Linked DNA regions of Bos taurus: region 1 is linked to region 2. The links are chromatin contacts, called in public Hi-C maps. All regions are on one chromosome and are shown on one strand. Each heading gives the region's core, a stretch centred on a gene start, on an enhancer-like site or on the middle of the called end of the contact. The rest is flanking DNA. Distances are from core to core; before and after follow the strand shown. Region 1 has its middle 510 kb from the start of USP24. Region 2 has its middle 520 kb from the start of TRNAW-CCA.

Region 1 (6,244 bases), core at 2,571-5,070, 370 kb before region 2:
TAAAATTATTTAAGATAATGTGTGTGAAGTAGTCTCTGGCATGTAGTTGATGCAAAGTAAACATCCATATTATAGTCATTTCTTGGTATTGAAATATTTTACTATATTGAATTTTGTGATTATTAATACTTCATTATCAAATAAACCTCCATTTTCCCATCAGAAAAGTGTCCAGGGAGTGATGACAGTTGAGGCGGGGACAAAATGAACTTTAAGGTTGTTTTTCAGCATGGATACTCTGTGATTCATGGCTAACGCAGATCTTCCCATAAAAAGGAGCCAAAACACATGCCTGAGTGAGCTCCTTTGGTGGAACTGGGGACATGGCCCCAGCAGTGCAGGGTGGCAGGCCATCAGTCAGGCGGCTGCATGAGCAACCTGAGAAGCAGCCCATAAAGCTGCCAAAGCTGCCCTTTGCTTTGCCCCCAAGAGAAGGCAGAGGCAAGGCCTTTGTGCCCGGAAGTTCTTGCTTGGCAGGAAAGCGGCTGTGCTGTGTTCTGAGTAGGACGGACCTGAGGAACCTAAACAGTTGATGTCCCATAGAAGTCACAGATCAATCCTGTGATTTGAGATAAAAAGCAAGAGCATAAAAAACGGAAAGACTGATGTCTATTTTTTCCATTTATCATCCTCTCTGTCTCTTACTCAGCTCCTCATCAGACTTAGAGCTCCTACAGAATTTTACTTACTTCCAATGGAGCCCTGGAAATGGCACTGAGGTTGGGGGAGGCTGAGTTCCAGTCCTAAATTTTTTACTCACCAGCCAAGTTACCTTGAACTGTGATACCTGAGTCTTATCCCAGAAGCTCTATTGGAGCAGCCTGGCCTGGGGCTTGGTCGTGGAATCACTGAACAGCTGCCTAGTTGATTGTCCACAGCAATCAAGGTTGATAACCACTGAGTTAATCATTTTAGGCTTTGGGTCCCTCATCTGTCACATGGGGACAGTAAAACCAACCTACTTTGTGATGTTCTTGTGCCATCCAGTACAGATGGATAATAGATGGGAAAAGACAGTTACTTATTTGGAAGGATCCTATCCCTGTGGTCTTGAGCCAGGTACATGAGGCCTTAAGGACCCAACTGTGTCTGTTCTTTAATCACTCCTTTCAATACCAGGACTCAGCTCTGCGGGGTATAGGTAGAAGCAGGGTAGACCTGAGGAATAGCGTGAGTTACATTCAGGATGTCCTGGTCAGAGGAAATAGGACATCCTTCCAGTCACCAGTGAACTGGTTATATTTGCCCCCACATTCCTTGAGTGGTTAAGCAAGTGGTCCTTAAAGGTAATTAATAAGGAAGAAACAATTATGCCCTATGTACTCAGCCAGTGTTAGGATCTGGGTAAGGATGGGAGGGGATGGGAAAGGGAACAAGGTGGATGGTGTATACAGCTGCATCCTATTTCCATTGATTGATTTGGACATGCCAGCCTGCATTCACTCAACAGACTTCTCCATGGGGCTGGCTCTTTTCTAGGTGCCAGGATACTGAGATTATTCAGACCCTATCCTTGCCTTCAAGCTGTTCACAGCAGAGAGCAAATCTACAGTTAGTAGTGCTGTTAAACGTCCAGTAGCCAGGACTCATGTTAGTAGTCATGTGCGAGAGCAAGGCAATGTTGGTGCAGATGGAAAACCTGGGGAAACGTTCTTGGTAGAACTGGCTTTAGATCACTAATCAGGCCCTCGCTGGCATCCTTTGAATTTCTTACCTAGCACATGTTTTAACCACTCTGTTTCCAGTCTCATTTTCTAATCCATTTCCCCCAGAATATGCTCTAATGGTGTCACCCTTCTGCTCAGGTGCTTTTCTCCCCTAACCCCCCAACCTGTTGTTGTTGTTCAGTCTCCCAGTTGTGTCCAGCTCTTTGCGACCCCACGGACTCCAGCATGCCGGGCCTCCCGGTCCCTCACCATCTCCTGAAGTTTGCCCAAGTTCATGTCCATTGCATTGATGATGCCATACAGCCATCTCATCCTCTGACACCCTCTTCTCCTTCTGCTCTCGATCTTTCCCAGTACTGGGGACTTTTCCAATGAGTCAGCTGTTCATTTCAGGTGACCAAAATACTGGAGCTTCAGCTTCAGTCCTTCCAGTGAATATTCAGGGTTGATTTCCCCTAATACTGACTGGTTTTATCTCCTTGCTGTCCAAGGGATTCTCAGGAATCTTCTCCAGGACCACAGTTTGAAGGCATCAATTCTTTGGCTGTCTGCCTCCTGTATGGTCCAGCTCTCACAACTGTACGTGGCCACTCTAAAGACCATAGCCTTGACTATATGGGCCTTTGTCAGCAGAGCAATGTCTCTGCTTTTCAACACATTGTCTAGGTTTGTCCTAGCTTCCCCACCCATTACTACCTGAAAAATAAAAGCCAGCTTCTTTATAAAGGTACTCACAGCCTCCCTGGCTGGGGCCATTCTTCTTTCCAGCCTTGTCTGCCTCTACATGCCTGCTTGTGTAGCCTTGGGCTCAGCCCACCTGGAACTATTTGACACTGCCCTGAGACTCAGGTTCTTTCACACCTAAATGTCCTCTCATAAGCCTGAAATGTTTTTCTTTTCTCCACATCCTCAATCTCTTCATTTTCTCACCAGCCTGAACTGTTTGCTATCCACTCAGTAGTCCCTTTCATGTTTGTGCATAAATTGTGTCCTCTGTTGAAATAACCTTCCTCTTGTCTTTTGTCTGTCTGAAAAAGTACCTTCTAATCTTTCAAAGATGAATTCAAATCTGTCTCCTGGTGAGGCTTCTGGTTCCCCCAGTGGTGATGGTTTCCTCCTCTGGGCTCCATGTACACAATGAGTGTCTCTGTCTCACTTACAGCAGCCGTGTGTAATGAGACAGACAGAAGTAAGCAGTGGATCTCTGCCACCTTGGGAGACTTAGGTATTAGAAGTTCATTTTATTTACTTCTCTATTTAGGCCTCTGTTAAGGGAAAGGGAACATGCCAGCTGGTGGCTGGTAACTTAACTGGATTTATCTTTATATTGATCTTTCATTTCCCTGGATTTAGTGTCTAGCTCTCTCTTGGGATCAGATTTCATTTCCAGGCTAAGTCAGTCAAACAGGAAATCTCTTGCAATTATTTGCCTGACTTTTCAATGTTTTATGCAGTTTACAGGTTAAAAGGCTTGCAGACCAAGGGATTAAATACACAAAAGGCTGACCTGCAGCAGTTGGGGAGAAGAGCCAAGTACAACCCATGGTCAAGTCGGACTTTGTGTTTTTTAAGACAGAAAATTGACTTTGAGTTATTATTTAGCCCCACTCCCAGGACACAATTTTCTGATTTTCTTTTTTTTCCCCATATTTTATAACCAACAATTCCAAAATATGGAGCATTTTTAAATAGAATTTTTAACCTTGCAATTGCAAAGTATAATGGACTAGAAAGAGAATTGGTTATCAGTTTATTATGAATCACTGTGAGGTCCCACTCATAGACTTGTCTTCCCAACTGCAAAATAAGGAATTACACAGGGAGTCCCCAAGATCTCTTTCTAACTTAAATATTTTCAATCATTTCTTTATTATTTTGTGTGTCACCCCTTGGCTGTAGTCAATGCACAATCCTTTTTTTTTTTTTAAAGTATCCACCACGGATCTTGTGTCTTCTTCTCTATCATCTACCAGCTGGCATCACCCAGACTTGTTGATTCCCTACAGTAAACTCCAGGATCTTTAACATTCAAGTCCCTCTATCATTTGCCCCTAATAAGTATGACTTCTTCTAATCCCAGACCTAATAGAACATTTACTATTCCCCTGAAATGCCACACCGATCCACCCTTTGTGTTTTGGTACATGCTGTTCTTTGCCTCTTGCACCCTTTATGATCTCAGCATTTGGCAAAATCCTACACAGCTATCGCCACATACAGATAAGAGTCCTTGTTTGGCATTTCCTGGGATTCTGCGTCAAGTTACCTTTTCTGATAACCCTGTTCCTGCATTGATCTCTGGTTTGGGTATTTGGCCTCTGGTCCTGTTTCTGTTATTAGACTTAGGTCTTGTTCCTGATACCATTTTTGGTAATCTCTAGGGGAAAACAGTGAAATCCAAACCTGGAAGTCCTTGCTTGTTCCTTCTCCCAATAGCAACCATAACCACTCCCCACCCTCATCCATTTAACTGCTCTTCCTCCAAATAACTGACTGAGCTAAATCTTCAGAGGTGTTTCTCTCCTGCTCAAACTTTCCCTTATCGCCAGTTGCTGTGTCTACCCTCTGTCCCCTGCCCTTTCCTTTCAGCTTTGCAAATGGCTGGATCCTAGAAAGTACACTTTGGGCCATTGTCACCACACCTGGCGGAAAAGCATCCATTTCATCTAATAATGCACAACATTTAAGGGAATTCTGACTTCAGATTTTAGGAAACCATGTCCTATAAAAGCAGTCATACTAAGCAAGAGACTTCAAATTTAAAGTTCCTAGTGTTTCTAAGGCCATTTTCTTTTAGAGTTTTATAACAATGTTATATCCTTGGTCAGAAACATAGGCCCTTTGTAGCATGTATGCTATAAATAAGCTTTGTGGGGAGATGTATATGACTCCAAATACCAGTGCTGCACATTTATTTCTGTATTACCATGGGTAAGGTATGGGATCTTTCTGACCACCAGTGTCCTCATCTTAAAAATGACGATCTTACTTCCATCACTGGGACCTTGTGGGGATTACATGGGGTTAGTTATATCTGAAATCATGTCCTGCGGCTTCCCACCGTTAGCTCCTTTACGTTCTTTCAATAACAGAGCCTGTTCCTGGATCTAAAACATGAATTTCATTCTGAGGAAGGGCATCTTAAGTTTGAGGATACCAATTGGTTAGGAGGAACCAGACCAAAGTGGGTCCTTGAATACCCATGAGAGGAGTTCACCTTTTTGAAACTGTACCTTCTTATTGCCTATGACTCTTCCAGTCACAGATCTGTCTTCATTTGTTTGCATAGCCATCCAATCTCAACATGTTCTCCCTGAACTTTTAACCACAGAGATCTTAGGAGACCTTTGCTTGAACTTCTGTGGGTAGTAAAGGGCGGGGGAGCTTAGAGAGCGGTTGTTTAGGAAGGCCTTTAATGGACTAGTCTCTGCTGGGAGGATTTCATGGTGATTTATATGCTATCTCATTTAATGTCTAAGAGACTGTGTGTGTGTGTGTGTGTGTGGTTACTGTGGTTACAGCTGCAACTATTATTATAACTTCTGCTGTTATTACAATTATTTAATATTAAAGATAATTGGGACGTGTCACAACAGAGTGGTTTAAGTCATGATCATCAAAGCTGGGCTGCCTGCTTCAAAGCCAAACTCAGTTTTCTCCTCATATAATTGAAATGAAAATATTAACAAGACTCATTGTATGAGATGGATCTGAGAATTGAATGTGTTAATACAAATGAAAAGCTTAGAGAATTATTTGGTCAGAGCAAGTACTGTATAGGTTGCAGCTACTGGTATTATGTAAATAGTACTGTTATTATTAAGATTCTTGTGTGCAGTCAGGACTTAACTTCAATTTCAGGCTAAGGAATTTAGCCTTCAGTTGATATTGAGAGTACACAAGCCCTGCAGATGCCCAGTACTGTGTGCTGCTGCTGCTAAGTCGCTTCAGTCGTGTCCGACTCTGTGCGACCCCATAGATGGCAGCCCACCAGGCTCCCCCGTCCCCGGGATTCTCCAGGCAAGAACACTGGAGTGGGCTGCCATTTCCTTCTCCAATGCATGAAAGTGAAAAGTGAAAGTGAAGTCGCTCAGTTGTGTCCGACTCTTCGCGACCCCATGGACCACAGCCCACCAGGCTCCTCCACCCATGGGATTTTCCAGGCAAGAGTACTGGACTGGGATGCCATTGCCTTCTCTGCCAGTACTGTGTACTATGTACTATTTATGATGTATACCCACTCTTAGCCAGGTATGGGGTTTTCTTCTCTAGACTGAGTTTCTCAGGCACAGAAACATGCCCACGTCACCGAAGTCCAGAAAAAGTGCCAGAGGGTCCATTTTTCTCAAATTTGAGAATACTAGCATGAAGGAAGGCTGATGGTGTGTCAGTGCTGTATATAAAGATCTACAGGATAAAGATAAAACATTGCATGGAATATCAAATTTACTAGAGACATGTAAGTAAATTAACCCTTTTCAAGTGTACAAAAAAGAGATTTGTATATATATATCCATATATATATATTAGTTTTTGATTCCATTATAATTTATTATAAGATATTGAATATAATTTCC
Region 2 (6,080 bases), core at 579-3,078:
CTTTTTATTCCTAGGTCGTAAGATGAAGTTTGTATTGATATTAGTAAACGTTCTTGGAGCACACTCCAGAGGAAGTATTCTCAAGTGTGTACTCTTTAGGGAAACATAATACATGAATAAGAAACTAGGTGGTCTGAAAGAGGAATTATAAATGATAACACTTATTTCAAGTTCTCAGCCTTACTGAATGATAGGAGCCAACTTGCTTAACTTCTCTGTTTCCGTATTTGCAAAGTCAGGATGATCTGTTTCCATTTAGTGGTTACTCTGAGAAGAATTTGAAATCAGTGATTGGGGGAGTAGCATTTGAGGACTGAGGAGAAAAGAATCCCCATGCCCAGGTTTTGCTTTTAGTAGCTGTAATTGTGTGTAGTCTACCCGATTCCTCCCCAAGTTAAAATTCTACTTCCCTCCCTTTGTTGTAGTTAGACCCACTCTTATCTATGTAACATGAAGACTCAATCTTACTATGTTTTGTAGTCAGATCTCTGAGTTGTGCAATATTTTGTATACTTAATTCAGCTACTCAAAAAATGTTTGCACACTAGATCATTGTGTTAAGTGCTGAGGTCACAAATGGTTTCTTTTTCAACATTCATTCAACAAAGGCTGCATTTAGTTAGTGTCTACTACATAGAAATTCTTGTGCTAGGTGCTGAGAATACTAAGCTAATTAAGATTAAAATGACTTTGAGAAACACATCTCTAGTGTGAGGCACAGGATGAACAAATAAAATTTAAACTGAATTCAGGTTTATCATACATTATTAGGTTTTTTCCCTAAGAAAAATTAGGTAAATATTATTCAATGTCTCCTGTGAGTTTACAAGCATAATAAGATGTGTTATTATCAAAATAAAGATAAGGAAGCTATGATATTAGACTGGATGTTGCTGTCTTGTTTCTCTTTCTGAAATTTCTACAATGTTGTAGAACATTCATGGAGCATATTTCAACTCTTAATAGTTGAAGAACCACTGCTAGGACTCAAGCCCAGTCCCTAACCTTGAAGTCCTCCTAGCATATGAGATTTTGCATTGTTATCCACTATTTTATCAACTTTATGGGTTTAAGTGTTAGTGTGCTCACTTTAGTGACCTCTGAAACACCCCTCTAGCTTGGATGGATATACCATGAGTCACCATGGCCGACAGATACTTTGTTCTATCTGCCAGGCAGGGTCCCTTTTAATATCCTCCAATGCTCTGTGTCATTAATGAGGCTTTGCAGAGCTGGTTTATAGGATGTGATATATCCCTCAAAGAGATGTAGACATGTGGGATGGTATCATGATTATACTTCAGACACATCAACTGAGAGTTTCCTTAAAGATTCAGAAGCTGCTCTTCCCTGTGGAAACATTAAGCAGAGTAATAACTGGAAAGGAGGAATAAGAAAGAAGATATGGGTGACTACATTTGGTGATATACATTTCATAATTGTGCATTAAGAAGCTTCTAATCCTATAGACTTGTTTTTAATAGAAACTAGATCCTTTTGAGCTTTTTATCTCCTAGGGCATCTTCCAGCATTGTAAGAAAATCTCCTACATAACAAGAAAAAATGAGGCATTAGGGTCTGAGCAATGGACTAGTGTCAGCAACAACAAAACGGCTTTAAGGCTGAGAAGTGTGGATTTTTCGAAACGAAGTGGGGGTCTTTAGGAAGGTATTAGATGAATAACAGCAGAAGAGAAAGCAAGAACATTCATGATGAATGTGTGGAAATGTCTCCCAAGCCAGATTGGGCAATACCAAAGAACCAGGATCACATGGCTGAAAGAACCTAGCCCACACTGTTTTGTTATGGGTCTGAAGGTCCCTGGGCAGGGACACTATAGGGAAGTTACGCTGTTTGTTACAGATTGTTGCTGTTTTTCATGCCATGTGAATGTGACCCTAGAACAAAGCAATTATGCTGCTCTGAGGGAAGTTTAGACACACCCTCATAGAACAAGGGTCAAAACCAAAACCACGACTCTTAGTCTCTTAGTTTTGACTCTCCCAGAGGCAAACCCTGAGATGAGGATTCACATACAAGTAGTTTATTTGGGTCATGCAGACAACATTAGTAGGTAAATGGAGAAAAACAGAAGAATAAAGATGGCCCATAAAAGATGTATTATTAAGTCACCTACCAGCCAGGGAACTGAAGCTTAAGCCCTGGAACTTACAGTCTGGCAAGCTGAACAGGGCGGTATTCTGTGCTTCCAGGAATGAAGAATTGCACAACTGGCATCTGGGGGTGGGTGGGCCTCTGCCAAGGTGTACTTAACAATACAAGAGACATAGAGGCAGGGAATGGATGCGGGAGGGAGTAGCACCAAGGGCATCTACTGTGCCTCCAGCTAAGAGGTCGAGAGGGCTGGTTTAGTGCCTGCTACAGAAGAGATCTGTCCCAGTGGCGAAACCCACAGCATCCAAGAGGGCACCTGATCCCCTTCTGAGGCAGATTCAGGTCCTATAAACTCTTCTCTGCAGATTCAAACAATAATTATAAGGATGTATTAAGGAAGTTAATACATGATGACTACTAGCTTTCTCTAGAAAGGTTAGGGCATTCCACCCCAAGGGACTAGGCTAATTGGGTAACCCACAGCATCGTGACGTGCGATAGAGAATGGGCTTTCAACTCAGAGGAATCTGAGTCAGAATTCCAACTCTGATGTTGACTACGTAAATGATTCTTACTTTCTGGTGCTTGCTTTCCTCACCTGTCAAGTAAGGGTCTGATCAGTTACATTGCATGGTTCTTGGGAGAATTCTGAAGGTCTGCATCTGTGAAGTGCCTACTATGGTTTGTGGCATCTTGGAGGAATGCCACACATATGAATCAAAGGACATAAGCACCCACAGAACCCCTTTGTTCTCTCCCAGGTGCTGAGCACCACCCATTTGGGTCTCCTCATACAAACCTTGTTTTACAAACCACCTTACTGATCCAGGCTGATCTGACCTGCTGAGGCACAGTTTAGAACACTCTGCTACCATGGAGGGAGCTTCTCTGATGCCCTCTAACAGGGTTCACAGAAAATTGCCTCAAATGCAACATCCTATGGGAGAAAAGGAAAGCAGCATTGGACTCAGACAAACCTGGCTTTGCTACTTCCTATTCTGCTATGTAAAAATGTTTACTCAGTACCTATTTTATCCAGATCACTATATCAGATGCTACATAACCTTAGGAAAATCCAGGAATCTTGCCAGAAACGAGACCCTTGGGGATGGAGGAGGAACACACACAGGGATTGTCCCTTTTTTGAACACAGGAAAGGACTCCTCCTCCAACTCCTAAGTCTAGCTCAGCTATCCAGGGAACTGGCAAAAGGGGATCAGAAAGGCCATGATCACCTCAAAAGGGTTGGAAGAACTGGGAAAAAGATGCTTGAGGTTACCACCACATCATAACCTCTGAGATTTAGAACAGCAGAAATGCTAATACCAAAACCCTACTAGGTGAAGAATGAAGGCAACTGACTTGTAAACATGTTTCCCTTTCATTAATTTCTGGAGAACATCTCTAGGCCTTCCAAAGGTGATAGATCTGACACTGACACATGCACTGAAATGGATGGTAAGTACCAAGAGCTGGGATGAGGGTAGAATGATGTCAGGGAATAATAGTTTTCTACTTGCCTCAATCAAGTCAGCATGGATGGCTTTATAAAAAGTTAGGGGACATGCTGGCTAGTCTCCATAGACTCATACTCCTTCCTTTTCTACTGTGCCCTGGAAGGTTGACCTGAATAGGTGACATCAGAAAGTTCCCTGCTGCACCACCGTGGGATGGTTATGTCCTTCACCAAAGGTCACACCTATGGTCAGGGGACCCCTCCTGTGCAGCTAGACTCCTAGTTCTCTCCCTGACCCTTTGGGTCTCATGGTAGTCACACCTCCTGGCTAATAATCTGCAGCACTGATCTATTCCTTCATGGCTTCCATATATTCTGGATACATTTTTGGAAATAAACCATTTATTAAACTTTCCTCAATCACCCGGTTTGGGTGCAAACCCTCTGTTTCCTGCTAGGATCCTGATAGTGATCTATGCATTGGGAGCATGGAATGACCTCTTCCATTTGTTAAGTTTTGGTCAGTATAACAACTTTAGTGAGATGTCTCCAGGTACTGAAGAATAAATTTAAAACAGTTTATTCTTATTCTAACATTTATCAACTATATTCTGTTAAATCTCCTATTGGGGGCAGGATGCATGTTCTCTATATCATACTTCAATAAGAATCCATAGCTTTCAATTACTCTTGCTTACTAAGAAAACGTCATTCTGTTTTTCAGAATAGTGTCGTCCATTCTGAAAACTTCAGTCTCATTCTTGTAATCCTTCCTTCTCACCCCATGTAGGTTTGGTTAGTGGCTCTGGCCCTTGAGGACAGAGCCCATGGTCAGCTCTCACAGACATCCCCTCACCCTCCTTTCCCTCTGTTCTTCCCACATGATATTGGGGGTGATGGGGAGGAAACAGGAAAGACACATTGTCCCCACTTAAATGGCCGTGCCAGGGGAGGTTGCTGGATTCTCTAAGATGAATTGTGGTGTTTCTCTAACACTGACTGGCCATTAGCTTCTTTTGATGCAGAAGGCACTCCAATAATCATCTCAACTGGAAATTACTGGTTTACATTTTCCGTCTTCTCCTCCCATTCAGTACATCATCAAGGGCATCCTAGCTACCACTCTCTTGCTTTGGGAGTATCCCACCAACTGACTATTTTACATCAGTGATGCCAGCAAAACTGCTCAACTCCAGCCTGATGAAGGAAAATTCCCAGGTCCTTGCTGACTGCCCTTTGGCACTGAGCCCCCAAATCTCACTCTTTGCTTTCTCACACCCTGCCAGCATTGGGCATTCTGATTTGTTGGTTAAGCAACTCCAAGAGAAGAAATCCCCAGCTGAGTGCAGGGGGCACATCTTGAGTATCCTCTACCTTTATGAACACTTTTTATGGGTTATTTTTCTCTGTGCTTCAGGAAAGGGAAATTCCTGGAGAAGTGAACGGAAAGTCTAGCTCTTCCATGAGCTGTGATGTCCTCTCTCTGTGCCAGCCCTCCTCTACTGTGAAATTAGGAAGGAGATGAGCGTGTTCTCAGCAAGCCCTCTTGGGCAGGTGCTGCTTCCAAATCTGGCACTTTTCTCCTTTGTTCTCATCTTTAGTTCTTAGTCGTAATTCAAGGAAAATCAAAAAGTCTCACTCAGCATCTAACACTTGCCTATTCCACCAAATTTTGATGGGAATCCCACATCTATTACATCATTTGATCTTCAAAAAAAGGTCTAAATTTCTAGGGCTAATGTGAATCCCATTTCAAAAAGCAATAAACTTTACGAATAAGGTCTAAAGAAGACTAGTGATTTGTATGAAAATTAATGCTAGAATATGAATTTGATAATAGAAACCAGGTCTCTTGACGCAGTCTTGTTGTTTGTTGTTCAGTTGCTCAGTCGTGTCTGACTTTCTGAGATCCCATAGACTGCAGCATTTCAGGCTTCCCTGTCCTTCACTATTTCCTGGAGTTTGCTCAAACTCCTGTCCATTGAGTCAATGACATCATCCAAACATCTCATCCTCAGTCACCTCTTTCTTCTCCTGCCCTCAATCTTTTCCAGCATCAAGGTCTTTTTCAATGAGTTGGCTCTTTGCATCTTAAGTGGCCAGAGCTTCAGTTTCAGCATCAGTCCTTCCAATGAATATTCAGGATTGATTTCCTTTAGGATTGACTGGTTTGATCTTCTTACAGTCCAAGGGACTCTCAAGAGTCTTCTCCAACACCACACTTTGAAAGCATCAATTCCTTGGCACTCAGCCTTCTTTATGGTCCAACTTTCACCTCCATACATGACCATCAGAAAAAAGCAAAGCTTTGACTAGACAGACCTTGGTTGGCAAAGTGATGTCTCTGTGTTTTAATATGCTGTCTAGGTTTGTCATAGGTTTTCTTCCAAGGAGCAAGCATCTTGGAATTTCATGGCTGCAGTCACCATTTGCAGTGATTTTGGAGCCCAAGAAAATAAAGTCTGTCACTGTTTCCATTGTTTTCCCATCTATTTGCCACAAGGACATG

Evidence for each region. A called contact is a pair of places that touch in the nucleus more often than the background predicts.
Region 1: a contact with region 2 is called in a Hi-C map of liver, with 4 times the contacts expected there. The contact joins two enhancer-like sites. A contact is called at or near these places in 2 of 11 Hi-C or Micro-C datasets (liver and skeletal muscle).

What each region holds. Positions count from the first base shown.
Region 1 is chr3:90,618,142-90,624,385 of ARS-UCD2.0, reverse strand. No RefSeq gene overlaps it. Among named protein-coding and RNA genes, the nearest start is that of USP24, 510 kb to the left of the region's middle. Within about 2 kb of position 3,820, at least 3 of the 102 cell types and tissues checked have an H3K27ac peak or open chromatin away from gene starts, as enhancers often do. A contact at or near this core is called in liver, where this site is marked.
Region 2 is chr3:90,250,184-90,256,263 of ARS-UCD2.0, reverse strand. No RefSeq gene overlaps it. Among named protein-coding and RNA genes, the nearest start is that of TRNAW-CCA, 520 kb to the right of the region's middle. Within about 2 kb of position 1,828, at least 5 of the 102 cell types and tissues checked have an H3K27ac peak or open chromatin away from gene starts, as enhancers often do. A contact at or near this core is called in liver, where this site is marked.